Regions from separate parts of the Zea mays genome. Here region 1 is linked to region 2. The links are chromatin contacts, called in public Hi-C maps. All regions are on one chromosome and are shown on one strand. Each heading gives the region's core, a stretch centred on a gene start, on an enhancer-like site or on the middle of the called end of the contact. The rest is flanking DNA. Distances are from core to core; before and after follow the strand shown. Region 1 holds the start of LOC100278586 (Golgin candidate 2). Region 2 holds the start of LOC100217059.

Evidence for each region. Hi-C and Micro-C count contacts between places; a contact is called where the count stands out from the background.
Region 1: a contact with region 2 is called in a Hi-C map of tassel, with 2.7 times the contacts expected there. The contact joins the promoter of LOC100278586 here to the promoter of LOC100217059 in region 2. A contact is called at or near these places in 3 of 25 Hi-C or Micro-C datasets (ear, leaf and tassel).

The regions. Positions count from the first base shown.
Region 1 is chr2:5,108,408-5,111,431 of Zm-B73-REFERENCE-NAM-5.0, forward strand. It overlaps LOC100278586 (Golgin candidate 2), which reads left to right and starts at 1,673. Exons shown (of 10, transcript NM_001151817.1): 1 at 1,673-1,787; 2 at 1,882-2,442; 3 at 2,965-3,024. The coding sequence starts at 1,734.
Region 2 is chr2:4,923,845-4,927,159 of Zm-B73-REFERENCE-NAM-5.0, forward strand. LOC100217059 reads left to right here and starts at 1,990. Exons shown (of 3, transcript NM_001143430.1): 1 at 1,990-2,349. The coding sequence starts at 2,019. LOC103645830 (a long non-coding RNA gene) reads right to left here and starts at 1,669. Exons shown (of 2, transcript XR_561830.3): 1 at 1,058-1,669; 2 at 708-809. LOC111590994 (U5 spliceosomal RNA) reads right to left here and starts at 1,665; the gene lies at 1,547-1,665. LOC100283276 (COP9 signalosome complex subunit 5b) reads left to right here. Exons shown (of 6, transcript NM_001156178.1): 6 at 1-207.

The sequences.
Region 1 (3,024 bases), core at 423-2,922, 180 kb after region 2:
ATAGGGCTCTAAATTTTGTTTTAAAGGTTAATTTGCTATGTTTAGAACCTAAACATATTGTTGCTTTCCAACAAACGGACCTTAAATCTAGTGTTTAACAACCGATTCTGTTTTTTTGGTTGCCCGCTAGCGCGTGAACTGTCTCCCCGCGCGCACTAACTCTATCTCACTCTCATTTATCGTGCGCCTGGTTTCATCTTATTCCAGACATCATGCTACACATAGCAACCCCACAGACCTCCCCATTGGCGCTTCTTCTCATCTCTCACTTCGACCTAGATCGATACCGACAACACTCTCCAGACGCTCCTCCTTTCTCTCACGCATGGAAGATGCCACACCACAACAGTAGTGTGCTGCTGGCAAGGCTTTATTTACAATGATCATTCATAGCTTGATCTATTGACGAGTTGTATTTATTAACTATTTGAAGTACATTGCTGTGTTTGTTGCTGATTGATTGAGCAAAAAAGATGGCTGCTATAGCGTTGAGCAGCGTGGGCAACATCATCTGTATCGTGCACGAGATCAACGAGGCAGTGAGGAATGTGAAACAGAACAAGGAGTGTCGCGACATCGAGAGGTGTGTGGCCTGAGTCACTAATATCCTGGATTGGTTGGGTCGAACACTAAAGCACTACGATGAGGCCAGTACGACGACAATAGAGGCACGTGGCCATCGGCGAATAGGCAGTGGCGAATCTAGAATTTAAACTTAAGGTGTTCCAGTTTTATGAAAATCAAAATAAATAAATAAGTTTACATTTTAAGTCCTATAATATACGAGAATCAAAAGAAAAAAAATAAAAACATCTATATATTGTAGCAGATTAAAATCAAAGGGTGGGCTAGGGCTCACCCTGTTCATTCTCTAGATACACCACCGAGTAGGGCGTGGGTGTGCTGCTATGTGATGATCGAGGGGGCGATCACTGACGACTATGGAGTAGGGCGCGGATGGATGGAAACTATGAAACTGTCCGCTAGAGTAACACCAACGTATATGGAGGTGGAACACTAGTAGATGAGGACTAGGGCACATCGACAAAACGACGACTGAGGTGCGAGAGCCCCGACAGGTGGGCAACATGAACGAAGCCACATCGACAGAGCGAATCAAGTTCCACTACACTTGCGGTGGATGACAAAGGAGATAGAATCGCAACTACGAGTTTGTATATTTGGGACCTTAGAGTTGAAGTCATATATGATTTTGCTCTAAATTTATAAAATATGATCTCTCTTGGAAACTATTTTATAATCTAGAGTCTTATATTTTAGGAACAATTGGATCTATACCATTAAAAGATCCAAACTTTAGATATATACCATGGACCCCACATGTCATTGACTCATGTGGACCTACATGTAAGTGAGATAGTAATGGTATGGATCCAAAGTGGTGATCTTTTAATGGTATGGATCCAAATTTCCCTATATTTTAAGACAGGACTTAGTTTCAGATCTTTATTAGAGTTGTTCTTAAGCTGTCCGTAGTATCGCGTAATATAGGATATTTGCAGTGTAAGAACGAAGTTTAAAATACAGGATCCAAGATGCGATAGAATAGTGGTTAGTTTGGGCGTTTGGCCTGGCCCATTTTCGTTCGCCAGTTGCCACCAGCGGCGGTTGAGCGGGCCCATCACGTCAGTCATCGACCAAGTAGCCGGCAGCCGCGCGGCGTCCGCGTCACTCCAATCCCCTCGCCCCGCGGCGCCTCCGTTCACAGCGCCATGGCGGGGTGGATCTCCTCCAAGCTCAAAGCAGCCGAGACCCTCCTCCACCAGGCGAGGCAGCGCTCTCTTCGTCACTCGCCGCGACGTGCCCCATCCCCTCCCGAGTCCTCCAGCTCTTCTGACTCTTCACTTTCTCGTGTTTCAGATCGATCAGCAGGCGGCGGAATCCCTCGGCAAGTCCCCATCCGCTTCCGACCTCGCCACGCTGCACTCCACAACATCTCGCTCCGCCGATGACCTCCTTGACGTGCCGCTCCCGCGCAGGCCGCCGCCGTCCGGCCCGCCCCCCTCACTCGGCCTCCGTCTCGCAGCGAAGCGCCGCTCCCCGCCTTCCCAAGGGCCCCGTCGCTCCGCATCGGCGGCTGCGATGCTCGCGGTGCAGGATCAAGCCGGTGGTGAACCAACGGTGGGGGTGGTGGCCGAGGTGAAACCGGAAACGGATGGAGGGGATCGCGAGGACGGCAAGAGTGTCGCGTCCGAGAGCGGGAGCGATGAGGACTCCGATGGGTCAGGGAGCGAAGATTCGGAGGATTCCGAGGAGGAGAGGCGGAGGGAGGAGGAGAGGACGCGGCGGCGGGCTGAGCGGCTTGCGGCCATGGCCGCACGCGCTATTGCTGAGCGCGAAGATGCTGTTGCGAGGCTCGAGGGGGAGAAGGCGGGGCTTGAGAAGCTGCTCGCCGAGCGTGAGAAGGAGCAGGCTCAGGAGGTGAGGCTGCTTCATGACTATTTTCTTTTGTTCGAGACTTGAGAGGTTGCTTAATGTGATGACATCAATATATATCGCTCTGAACAGAACGACAGAAACTGCTCTTATAGCATGCATGATGTAAACTTTTTTTTGTGTTTTATACCATCATTTAGTTAGTACCACAATGTGCCCCCTACATTCCAAACTATAGATCATACAAACTTTTTAGCTTATATATGTCTATCTAGGTGCATAGCAGCATAGGTACCTAGAAAAGCCAAACCAACCAATAATTTGTGATGGAGGGAGTATGTTTTTTGTTGTTATTATTCAAAATGTATTTTTTTTTTGCAATGCTGCATTTGAGCTCAAAATCCCGCACATATTTCATTGGTTATGGAACTGTAAGTTCATCTGAAGTACTTATAAGGCAGATTCAAGTATTCATTTGCAAAACCATTTCTACACACAAGTTATCCTGGTGAGATGGTTTCTAGAAAGTAGTGATTCCTTATCAGCTTCTTGTTCAACATGTTTCAGGCTTCAGAGTTGCAGACTAGTATGATTGAAACCTTGGAAGCAGTGGAGATAGAGAAACAG
Region 2 (3,315 bases), core at 740-3,239:
GGGGACAATGGATATTTGTGTTATGTTATCTGATTCAGAAGGTGCAAAACAAGTTATCTTTTGAGTACAGAATCATCATGTAATTATGAGTTGCCATCTTGGGCTGCCACTGAGAGGGTGTGATTTGGGTCCGGTTAGCAATCTCATGTATTGGATTTCGGATCAGTATTCGAAGCTTTCATAACGAGGAGCCATCATCTTATTTTAGCTGTTTGTTTGGCTTGCCATTTAGTTATTGGAAGGGTCGCTTCTTTAAGACTGTTCGCTTAATTCATGGCGGTTACTCGGAAGAGCTATCGTACTCCGTATTTGTTACAAGGAAATTTGGGGCCATGTCCCCGTGCGCAGCTCCGGAGCCTCGGACGCCCATGCTCGTCCGCCATGACGTAACTAGCTGCCTACGGTGACGGTGTCACGTCGTCTGCGTCGGTGCTTCATATCAGAGCCAGTGCAGTAGTGCGCTAGAGTGGATTTTGGATTTGGTAATTTTGTCCAGCTTTTACCATTCATCCCTTAATTTAACTACAGGTGGTAGTTGCATTCTGTTTACTTTAATGACACCTACAAACATTTTAGTTTCTGGGTAACATAAAAACAGTAGCTCGAAAGAATACAAGCATTTAGTTTCTGGGTAACATAAGAACAGTAGCTCGAGTCTCGAAGGAAAAGTATCTGCTACAATTCGGTATTTCAATTTCTACGATTGCTTTCTGCATGATAAACCAGTTTCTAATGAAATATATAAAACCCAAATATGTTGAAGTGGAGCACCAAAAAAGCGTTGGAGAGGGAACTCCTAACGCAATTATCTGCAAAAAAAAAAAAAAAAAGAGACGTAATCAAACCAATTAACGTGAAAAATAAGACCACTCGCGTTATACAATTTTCCCCTACAATAGCATAGAGTACCAAGACTCCAAGAAGCATCACATGGAATTAATGGAGTCAATGACTTTTATCCAAAGAAATGATCTTTCTTCCCTTATAACGGAAACAGATGTATTTCGATAAGAAGTAATGCAGTGCATGTTAGACCATACTGGAAAGAAGGAAGCACCTGAGCAACAAACAGGGAGCAAGTAGAAGTTCAGTCTTTTCCTCCTCCGTCGTCCCCTTCCATGATCCACTGTCCCCTCCCCTCCCCTCCGGTGCTCGTTCTTGCCACCTTAACACTCAAAAAGCATCGGCAAGAATGGGATGGCATCTCGTTCCCAACGATTTCATGCTCCTTTTTTTTTTAATCTGATTTAGCGGGGCTCTGGCGAACGATGTAAAATCTATTTGTTTTGGTGCTCCAATTCGATGGTTGCATAGAAAATTTTATGCCCTAGTTAAACGGTAATCTGATGATCAGATCTCACGTTATTTGGCAGAGGCAGGCAGGTAACAACATCCTTACCTCTAAAATCGAAAAAAAGATCGAGTCGATCGACCTTGCAAAAAAGGACAAATAGCATAAACATTTAAATACAATATACTTTCTAATTGCATCCACAATAATATATTTTAAATCAAATATTTAAAAATATTCAGTTTTGAATTGTGGGGCCCCCCAAAAAGAAGGATCCCCTCCAAAAATAAGCGTATGCTGCTATGTGCAGAGCACACACGGTATTCTTTAGTAAAAGGCGAAAGAATAGTTCGCTCTGTGCGCACTGCGCAGCTGCGTGCTTCAACTAGGTAGCCTTCCTGCTCCTTTTATTCATCTCACTCGATGCTCACCTCGCGCATGCAAGCCGTATGGTACTAATCCCTCCTTGCGACCATCTCACGCTCTACGCGCTCTGCCGCGCTAGCAAACTTGGGCCAGGCCCACTAACCATTGCCAACCCACTACTGGACCAGGCCGGGCCTGATGCATCGAAGCGCTTTACAGCGCGAGCGATTGCGAGCGGAGGTTTTCCTGGACCGGCCACATCTGCCACCTAGAAAAAAATTCTCGCCATCACGAGCAGTCGAGCACCACCCTCTGACCGGTGACCGCTGTGAAGTCAGTCAGCTTCAGCACCACGAGCACGATGGCCCTCGCGCTCGCCACGACCCCACTCGCGCATCTCGCCCTTGCCCCGCCCTCGATCTTCGGCTCCCAGTCCTCGCTGCTGCTGCTCCCGCGCCGCGCGTCGCCCGCCCCCGTCTCCCTCTCCCACCGCCGCATCATCGCGGCCGTCGCGACCAAGGAACCCGAGCTCGGCGGCGGCGGATCGGGGGCCGGCGACGGTGCCGGAGGGAGCGGCGGCGGCAGCGACCCGAGGGGAGGAGGGCAGGAAGGAGACGGGGAGGAAGAGAAGATGGGGCAGGGCCTGTCCATGTCGCAGAAACTCACCCTCGCCTACGCCGCGCTCGTCGGAGGTAATCCTTTCTACCTCGACCCCGGAGTGATCCGTTGCAAGCGCGACTATGATTCTCTTTACGAACTGGGATCAGATATTAATCACTACCAGCCCCCAAAAATTGTTCCTGTGTACTCCGAGCTACCATGATGTGTGTTGTTGTCTTATCCCAGCTTCAATCAGAATCATATCCAACTACCTGAATACCTTAGGCAGTGGTGGTTACTCACCAGTCACCAGTGTTGCTTCATGAACTCGAGGTCTTCCGCGTACTGCACTGCTGCTACCTCAGTTGACTTACATAATTCATGTGCACAATTAAATCTTGTTGCCCCTTCATAATCACGTGAATCAGTTTAATGGCATCGCCATTGGTTTCAATTCACTAATAGAACAAACATACTACCTCCGTTCTCGAATATTTGTCATCTGGTAGTTTATTCTTGAACTAAATCGCGACAAATAAAAAAAAACATATGGAGTACTTAATATGAAAGTTTATATGTTTTTGCAAATACAGAAGCCTCTTTGTCTACTACACAATATCGTTCTTGTTTATTATTGGTATAGATTAGTGGTTATAGGGGAATTAGGGTGGCATAATATTGCTCCAAGGATTAAGCATGCTGTGAGCATCCGTACAATATAGAAATGGTTGGTTTAATTCTACAAAGAAGTGTTTTAATTCCATGAGATAGCTGTAGGTGTTTTTTTTCTATTCCTTGCCTTTCATAATTGGTATTCCTTTTTCAATGTTTATCTTGTTTGTGAAGTTAGCAGAATGTCATGGATTACTGGCATAACCTCAGCTTGGCCAATGAAGTCCTCAGCCCCTACTTATTTGTTTCAGACGCAAAACCCTAAACCAATGCCCTTGTTACCACCCTTCTAATTGACTCACACCACTTGTTTAGTTGTTTGTCCTTGAGATGTTAATAAGTCAGATTGATCTATCTCGTGGTAATATCTAGAGAGATGATAGTAA